Regions from separate parts of the Mus musculus genome. Here region 1 is linked to region 2. A link is a contact called in public HiChIP or PLAC-seq data. All regions are on one chromosome and are shown on one strand. The core of a region is the stretch at or near the end of the contact, and the rest is flanking DNA. Distances in the headings are between cores, read along the strand shown. Region 1 has its middle 11 kb from the start of Gm34026. Region 2 overlaps Smpd3 (sphingomyelin phosphodiesterase 3, neutral).

The links. HiChIP or PLAC-seq counts read pairs in DNA pulled down with a chosen protein or histone mark.
Region 1: a contact with region 2 is called in an HNF4G HiChIP or PLAC-seq map of pancreatic cancer cells. The contact joins two enhancer-like sites. A contact is called at or near these places in 9 of 39 promoter capture datasets (the 3T3-L1 cell line, the C10 cell line, cranial neural crest and 5 more), 17 of 484 Hi-C or Micro-C datasets (B cells, the C2C12 cell line, CD4 T cells and 12 more), 3 of 115 datasets of contacts at active chromatin or transcription factors (embryonic stem cells, large pre-B cells and pancreatic cancer cells) and 1 of 9 other capture datasets (embryonic stem cells).

Annotation. Positions count from the first base shown.
Region 1 is chr8:106,386,408-106,390,973 of GRCm38.p6, forward strand. No RefSeq gene overlaps it. Among named protein-coding and RNA genes, the nearest start is that of Gm34026, 11 kb to the right of the region's middle. Within about 2 kb of position 1,409, at least 17 of the 459 cell types and tissues checked have an H3K27ac peak or open chromatin away from gene starts, as enhancers often do. A contact at or near this core is called in pancreatic cancer cells, where this site is marked.
Region 2 is chr8:106,266,823-106,271,264 of GRCm38.p6, forward strand. The region is part of intron 2 of Smpd3 (sphingomyelin phosphodiesterase 3, neutral); the gene reads right to left. Among named protein-coding and RNA genes, the nearest start is that of 4930506A18Rik, 13 kb to the right of the region's middle. Within about 2 kb of position 2,414, at least 49 of the 459 cell types and tissues checked have an H3K27ac peak or open chromatin away from gene starts, as enhancers often do. A contact at or near this core is called in pancreatic cancer cells, where this site is marked.

The DNA of each region.
Region 1 (4,566 bases), core at 159-2,658, 120 kb after region 2:
CCATTTCTCTAAAGAGGGCAAAAGGCAGCTTAACATCAGGAATTCTCAGAGATGCCCACCAGGGATTCCATCATTTGGGAGGCTGAGACAGGAGGGTTGTCTGGGCAACACAATAAATTGAACTTAAAAGCAGGAAAGGCTGAAGACCCACTTTGCCAAAGATCCCCATTCTTGTGTCCCTGAAGGCCCAAGGAACTGCTGCCTCATCTCCTTTTCTGTTTAGCAATATCCATGGGCTACAGGGGAGCCTGGGATGCCCAGGCCAAGAGAAAAACAACTGTGTCTGCAGCGCAAAGTCTCTGCCTTCCATGGACAGTCAGGGCAAAATATTACCACAGTAGGGCACTGAGCTGCATCTGAACATCTTCTGGCACACAGATTTGTTGCAGGAGGGTGGCCTGGCATTTCTCATTGTGAAACATGGCCAAACATCTTTTAAACTGAGCAAAACAAAGAGATTTGTGTCTCTGTGGTCTGTGCATGTGACAAGGTTGTGTCTGGTGGGATGCTGGTAGAGCAAGTTCAAACCCCTCAGTCGGCTGCCTGTAGGGCAGCAGGCCTGAAAGCTATTCCAAAGATCTGGCCTGAGTCCCTGTGGTCCAGCACTGCCCTGGCCCCGCTCTATCAAGGATAGAGGATGTGACCCCATCTTAAAGGATAACAAAAGCAGATTCCCAGCTTGGGAGACTAGCAGCGTCACCACAAGGGCAGGCTAAAGGGCTGTGGTCCCACTAGGTGAGGATAGCAACGCATGCAGGATCAGCGTTTCCCTGACTATCCTTCTCTTTCCTCTGCTCAGAGAGAGGCCTCAGCCAAGGGCTCTGCTCACCTGTGAAACAGGATCTCTGGCCAAATACCTGACATAGAAACTTAAGGAGGGGGAAGCATGTCTGGGCTTAAGGTGTAAGGTGGGATCAATCTGTCACGGCAGGAAAGGCATGGCAGTGGGTGGCTCACATATACAGCTTGGAATCCTCAGCTCACAGCTCAGCAAAACAGAAAACAGACAGCTGGGCCAGAAGAATAACTGGCTTATTAACCCCAAGGCCTGCCCACCAGTGATGTGTGAAGCCCCTCCTAAAGGGTCCATAAGCTCCCAAAACAGTGCTACCAGCTGGGGACCATGTGCTCAAACATGTGAGTCTAGGGAAGACATTTTACACTGGAACCATAACAGAGTTCTCCTTCCTACATCCCACGTCTGGTGCCTTCCTGTGTTGTCAGGATGCTTGGCGATGCTCTGGCTTTAAACGTTCCCTCTCTCGGTACCTGAGGAGGTTATATAACTGGTCACCTATGATCCTCCTTCCCCAGGACCAATGCTTCCATCTGTAGACCCAAGATGGTGTGGCCCAGTGCCCCGACCCAGAACAGACTGGAGCCTCAGACCTGGTAGTTTTACCACACAGCTTAGTGGATTGAGAGAATTAACTGTGAACCTCTGAACCAACCTCCTCGTGACTGTGTGGGGTGACCATCTCCAGCTCAAAGGCCATTTGTGAATCAGTGGGAGGACAAGTGGCCAGACCCAGCCAGAGGTTTGTCATCCAGGAGGTGCTCAGCTCTCCCATGACTCACTGGGGCAATATGAGGCCTTGGGACCGATATACCATGCCCACGGGTTTCATTTCCCTAACTTCATGCCATCCCATGCTTCCGTTACCAGCTCTACCCCTTGTCCTTGTTTGGATCTCTGCAGATCTCTATCCACTCCCGTGCCTTACCCACACTTTTAGAACTAGCCTGAACAGTCAAGCTATGGGATCCCTGGCAACCTATGCTGCTCATTGTCCCCAGGCCTTAATCCCCAAGGCCGATTTGATCTGTCCCTGCCAGCTGCTAACCACTACCCCAGCTCCTCCCATGCAAGAGCTGCCGAGCAACTTATTCTCTGGATGTGGCTTATATCCTCCATCACCAAACATCTCTACATTCAGAGTAGAGAGGAGCTGGGCTTAACCTCTGTGGACCCCTCCCTCTCCAACGTTTATGTGTGCTATGGTTTCCGTTGTTTTGTTTACAGTTTATCTGTTTTACTTTGTGTCCGAGTCCACGTGTAAGTGTGAGCATGCATGTGCCACACTGTGCGTGTAGAGGCCAAAGGATAAGTTTCAGCGGTCCTCTGTGTCAGCCATGTGATCAAAATCAGGTCAGCGGTCTTAGCAGCAAGTACCTTTACCTGTTGAGCCATCCTCAGACTCTGGGCTATGCTTTGAATGTGAAATATTGCCCATGTGTTCATATTTTGAACACTGGATCTCCAGCTGGGGGTTAGGGGTGCTGTTTTGGAAGGTTCTGGAAATGTGCAGAAGCAGAACTTACCTGGAGGAAGTGATCACCAAGATGGCTGTTCTTGGTTCTCAACTTGACTACATCTGAAATTAACCAGAACCCTAGCAGCTCGGTATACCCGTGAGGAATTTTTGTCTTAATTAAATCATTTGATGTGGGAAGACCCACTTTTAATCCAGATCTTTTGAGATGGGAAGATCCACCTTTAATCTGGAGCACCCCTTCTGCGGGCAGCCTATATAAAGGGCACGAAAGAAAGAAGCTTTCTTCACCTGCTTGCTCTTGCCCTCACTGGCATTGGAACCTGCTTCTTCAGGAGTCTGGTATACACTGAAGATCAGCTGAGGCACACAGCCTTGTGGGCTGAACAACACTGGATTCCTGGACCTTCTACTGCAAGACAGTCATTGTTGGACTAGCTGGACCACAGCATGTAAGCAATTCTGATAAATTCCCTTGATGATAGATAGATAGATAGATAGATAGATAGACAGACAGACAGACAGATAGATCTATAAGTTCTGTTCCTCTAGAAAATCCTGACGAACACAGTCACTAAGGATATCTTGTCCTTTGGCCCCTTCCTCTCTTCCTTTCTCTGCTTCCTCTCTTGCCTGGATGTGCACTGCTTTGCCCTGCCATACCCTCTCACCCACAGTGACCTGATACCTTTGAAACTATGAACCAAAATAATTAACTCCTCCCTTTAGTTACTCACATCAGGAATTTGGTCACAGCGTCACAAAAGTAGCTAAATGCAACCTCCAGCTATTGGGAAAACCCTCAGGCAGGCTGTATGGTTTTGCCACCAGCCACCATCAACACAGTTTTTGAAGGAAAAAAAAATTCTCCTAGCAATCCTGTATGGGGCAGAGTATTTATATTACCTTTTGGTCTCACAACCAGGAGAAGCCTCCAATGAAGACAGGAGGCGGGGTTGGCCCTTTACTTGTTTGCTAGAGGTCATTCCCTGTCTGCTAGCTAGTATTCATGGACGCCCTAGAGATGGATGAGGGCCAAGGAGAGACAGGGTGAGTGAGCAAGGTAGGTTATCATGGTTGGCTTTCTATAGATTAGAATTGCTTTAATAGGGATCCTCCAGTGAGAAGAATCATCCTGATTGCCTTAATTGATGGGAAAAACTCTCCCCAGATGTGCTGGCACCTTCTGTTAGCATCCCAGATGAAAAGGGGTGGGATGCTGTAGCTTGAGAGTTAATTTTACGCTGTTGCTGCTGCTGTTTCTGAGTCCTTCACCAATATTAAAACCAGCATTGCCAGCCTTCTATTGCAAACGGAGGACAGGAAGCTCTTCAGGAAACCTCCAGGTTTTGAGTCCCCAATTGGCTGAGGCACCTAGCCCCAGACTGTGCAGCTACTAGGTTCTCAGACTCTTCAGTGTGAGACGGCCACAGAGGGACTACTCCAAGGGCTCCATCCAGCCTCAAGGTCAAAGCACAGCTGACCACCTGGCTTTCTCCACAGTGCTTGTATAATGCCTGGGTCTTTCTGAATCAGGTGCTTTCATAGTCTCCTCAGAGACACCTTCACCTCATCTCCCTATTGGGAACCTTCCTAGTGGTTCTGCAACCTGGGATTCACCTCTTCAAGCAGCTATCTGCAGCCACCCTCAGGTTTATATCTGTCACTGCCATCTCTCCTAGAAGGAGATGCTCTTGGGCAAGACATCTTTAATGGTGGCTCCAGGTATCTTCCCTCTTGGAACCCAAATTCTGTAGGCATCTATAACCCGAAATATTTAAGCATTGATATCCCCTGGACCTGAAACATTCCCTAAAGGCTTGCCAGTTGAAGGCATGTGCCATTAGGAGGAGATAAAGCCTTTACAAGGGGGAGCTTGGCGGAAGAAAACTGGGTCAGCGAGATAATGGCCTTGAAGCCCTCCCTACTCTTCTTTTGCTCTCTGACAGCATGTGGTGAGTGGGTTCCTCCACTGCACTCCCCACTGGGCTACCACAGGACCAAAAGCAATGGAGCCAATAACTAGGAACAAAAACCACCAAGGCCATGAGCCAAAATAAAATTTTCCCTCCCCATAAGCTGTGTATTTCAGCCCTTTAGGCATAGTGACAGAAAGATGACTAACACGTATATTGTCTAAGATGGTGGTTCTTAACCTTCCTAATGTGACCCTCTAATACAGTTCCTCATGTGGTGACCTCCAACCACAAAATTATTTTCATTGCTACTTTTTGACTGTAACTTTGCAGCTGTTACGAATCATAATGTATCATATCATAAACTATCTAGGCTT
Region 2 (4,442 bases), core at 1,164-3,663:
GTTTTGTTTTCTTTTGTTTGTTTTTCAAGACAGGGTTTCTCTGTATAGCCCTGGCTGTCCTAGAACTCACTTTGGAGACCAGGCTGGCCTCGAAATCAGAAATCCGCCTGCCTCTGCCTCCCAAGTGCTGGGATTAAAGGTGTGCGCCACCACGCCTGGCTTGGGCCAAAGTTTTATGAACTCTCCAGCTTGTGGTCCAAGATGCCCCTTCAGGCAAAGCCAGCAGACACCTAAATACATTCATCCTTGGTCCCTACCCCAGGCTGTACTGAGTCACAGCAGTTTTGAGAGCAGCTCTGTATAACACCTATAATATAGGCTGACAGGTATATTGACTGTGCCTTGTGTTTATCCGGCCTCCAAGGACCCACGATGCTCTTGAGGTGAACATCCTGGATGCTTGATCTGCATTTTGGTTCTGAGGCCAGCCAGGTGAATTCATTATGTTCCATACCACTTCTGCCCCTGACACCTCAGCAGGTCTGGACCCAGACTCTCATCATGCATCCTGGTCCTGCATTCTCTCCTCCCTCCCAAGACCTCTGTCACTGGAGCTAGAAACCTAGATAGCCTTTATACTCATGTCTCATCTGTCCCTGGAAAACATCTCAGGATGAGCTGAGGACACTGTTGCAATTCATCAACCTTCTCCACACAGTGACTGGAGGGCCACCTACCTCCTCAGCTGGCCCTCCGTCTCTGCAGCCTGTCAATCACCTGGCTATGTTCTCCTCCTACTCACTCTGACAGTGGTACAAGGACCTCACTCTGAGGATCTCCCACAGCCTTGCTTCTTCCTCAGCATCTCCACAGCTCAGCTTAGACATGAGCTTTCTAGGGGAGACTTCATCACCTCCTTGCCCGGGTGGCTCAGGCAGGTTCGCGGTGGGCGCTTGTGCCACAGAACAGCGCCCTGCCGCTGTGTCTCATGTGCTTTGGGATGTGCCTACCTACCCAGCAGATGAGGGGCTCCGAGAGGGAAGGGGCTACACAAGGGTCCCAGGGCGAGGCAAAAGTGGCAGGTGCCTCGGAGATAGGATAAATGAACAGAGGTCTAGCATGATGCTGGTGCCAGAAAGGAGGCAGCCATTTCCCCCTCCTCCTGCCAGGACTCCTGTGACACAGGGATTTCTACACAGTTGCCAGCGGCCCAAGAGCCTGCACCAATATTCTGCACCCCTGTTATCCCCTCTGTACCCTTCAGGACTCAGCTGAGCGTTCTCTTCAGGGGACCTGTCCAAGGCATTATGTGACCACAGCCCTTCCCCACACCAGGCCATCACTTGGTCTCGAGCTAGAGCTGTCTCTAGGATTCCCTCCTGAATAAGATCCACGAAGACTGAGTCTGTCTGAGGCTAAGCCCTGGTTGTTGGCTGCTCTGACTGGGAATAGAAGTAACACATGCAGAAACAACCCAGTTAAGGAGTGAACAGACCGATGTGAGCACCCACGCATGAGAAGTCAGTCTCCCCATAGTGAGGGTCAGGTTTGACCTGTGGGCAGTAACGTGGGCCGCACAGATGACATATGGACAGAGGATCAGAGAGGAGGTCTGTTAGCACCCCCAAGAGCCTCTGCAGTGTTCACGAGGTCGCTAAAGCACCCCTGTGAGTCAGGCTCTGTTTCATCAAAGCTTCCTGAGAAAAATGACCCATTCTGACCCACTGTGTGGCTCAACCCTAATACTGGGTTGGGATCAACTATCTCCTGAGACAGAGCTTTAGGGTACAAGGTGAGAGAATCCATTTTCAGCTGCCCCTTGCTCCCTCCACTCTTGTTTCAAGCCCAGAAACCCTTAGGCAAAATCCTCTCGTCTGTAGTGATAGACTGATTTCTGCCAGTCCCGGCTGGGCACGGACATGTTTTTGGTCTCCATTTGCAGGGTTGGTGAAGGGGAGGAGCTGGTGTGGCAGTTCCAGGAGCTCATGGGAGTAGCAATACCACAGTGATGCTCTAAAATGAGACAGCCTTGAGTCCCTTGGTCCTCCATGCTGCCACCCCAGATCCAGCTACCCTGGGCCTCTTCTGCAGTGCCCTGAAGGGAGGAGGACCCTTCTGGGTGCTGCCACCTGTTCTGCCCTGCACTGGTTCCGCTGTCTACACCCGGAAGCTGTGCTACAACAGACACAGAAGGGACTGCCATGGACGAGGCTGTTTCTAAAGCTCTAGATAATTATTCTGTCTCAGGGAAATGAAAGGAGGGTAAACAAACAGCACACATTAATTAGACTGATCTACACTTTCCTCATGAAAGAAGAGCACTGCTGTTAAACACGAGAGGCTGGCAACTTCCCAGGGGTTTCAAGTGTTCAAAGGAGTGGCTGTGGAAGGACGTGGCTGTCCCAGGCTGGCACAGTCCAGGCAGGTGCTCAGCCACACCCTGCTTATCTCCCTTTTTCTGTGTGTACTGTCTAGGTGGGGTCAGGCATGTGTCTGTGACAGGCACAGGTTCTGGCTTTGGACACAGGGCTCCATTGTCCCCATCAGTCCCTCTTCTCTAGTCCATGTCCTTGATCTGGTAGCTCTGTAAGGAAGGCCTGTCATGGACATCCTTGAGGGGGCAGCAGGCTCCTCCAAGGCCATGTATGCTGAGCTTCTGCACCTCAAACTCTTAGATTAGGTGGATCATTCAGGGTTTAGGCTAAGGAGGGAAGTCACCCTTAGGTTGGTTCCCTTTGGAAATCCTAATAGGTTGTTTCCAGGGTTACTAGAAGCCACGTCTCTTTCCCTCCATACCATATAGCTGAGCTGAATACTCTCAGGCTTTCAGCCCTCAGGGCTTCTAGCAGGATCCCCAACCTCTTCATTACGAGCTGTGGGGTTATGACTGGGGTTATGGTGCCCCAAGGCAGCACCCCTGGGAGCCAGCTTCTCTGGCCTAGATGTAGAGACCAGGCTTCCTCCTTTCCCCTGAGTTTCTTAGTCTTGCACACAGCCCAGGAGTCAGGCTAACCTAAGTCACACCATGGCACTGACCATTAAATGAGGTAGCAGTGCCTACCTCTAGGGCTACCATGAGGACTAGAGAGACCTGGCTGATGGCCTGGCAATTCCTGCTTCCTTCCCTCCATTTCCTGAAGCCACCCAGTGTGCCTCACCTCCTCTCCCCAGTTTGTATCTTCTACATTGTTAAGGGGATGACCTGAGCCCACCCACAGGACTTGCAGGGACCCTGACTGAATCAGAGTGCCTTGGGGTCTTCACAGGTGCCACTCCCACTGTCTGGGCCAAAGCCAAAGTCTTCACTAACTTGTCCTCTCTTTGGCAGTGAAGACAGAGGGGGCAGAGAGCTTGTGGGTCACAGACAGATGCAAGAAGAGGAAGAACTTGGTCTAGGAATGGCTGAGAGCCCAGAAAACCCTCAGTCCACATGGGAGAGGGAAGGGAGGGCGGATCCTCTGCAGGATCTGAAGACCGTAGTCCCAAGCATTTCTGGGTAGCCCGGGGCATCGAAGGCAAGTAAGTTCAGCCACTCCTACAGATGAACCTGTCAGCACTGAAGACGCTTAATTCCTAGCTAGCAACCTGTGTGACTAGAGCGTGTTCCCGGAAGGGCACCATGGCTGCTCAGATGCTGGAGTTAAACCAGGGTCTACCCGAAATAGTTCCATGTGGGCCCAGAAGCTGATCTCCCCTCACCAGCGAAGGGAATCCTAAGAAAGAGCCCTGCCCGGGCACACTGTGGGAGGCAGGAATGTTCCCAGTGAGTATCAGATAACCAGGCCACACAACTGCCAACTGTGCAGAGTGGACCTGGTCGGCACGCTGATGCACAGAACACACCTTATACCGGAGCGTCAAGGGGCCCGTGTGGATGCTGACTGTTAATCTGCATTTCTCTTGCAGTGGGAAGGTGTGAAAGCCAGGTCAGTTCTGGGCAAAGCAAGTCCTGACCCTGTGTGGAAGCGATGCCATCTCTTGGGGCGTCTTTGAACTTTGGAGGGCTGTAACTGCTCCATTTGGCATTGCCTGGGGTTTATTCCTCTTTTACTACTGTGTCTTCTGACCTCAGGCCTGCTGAGCCCTCTCTTTCTCACTATAAGCTTAGGGTCTTGGAGCAAAACATCCTACAAGTCTTTGAGTCTAAACAGGAGCTGGACCAAGCCCCAGGTTCGCTTCAATCCAATTACCCGAATGTGCCTGCATTCACCAGCGGCTGTGAGATCAGGCCAGCCCATTCTGCCTAGATGCTGCCGTGGAGAAGTTGGCATGGCAACGTGAGCTCTGAGCTGCTGAAACTTGGAGTCAGCTCATTGCTAGGAGGACAGAAAGACTGATGAGAGACAGATGCTTTTCTGAGTTGGGGGAGGGGTTGGAAATGCTATAACCCAAATAGAACTGATGTTTGGGGTCTAGCATAAACACACAGGCTGCAGCAGTGGCTCCCTCGGATGCAGGTAATTCCTATCACACTTCTTAATCTAAAGCACCAGCTCTGCCTC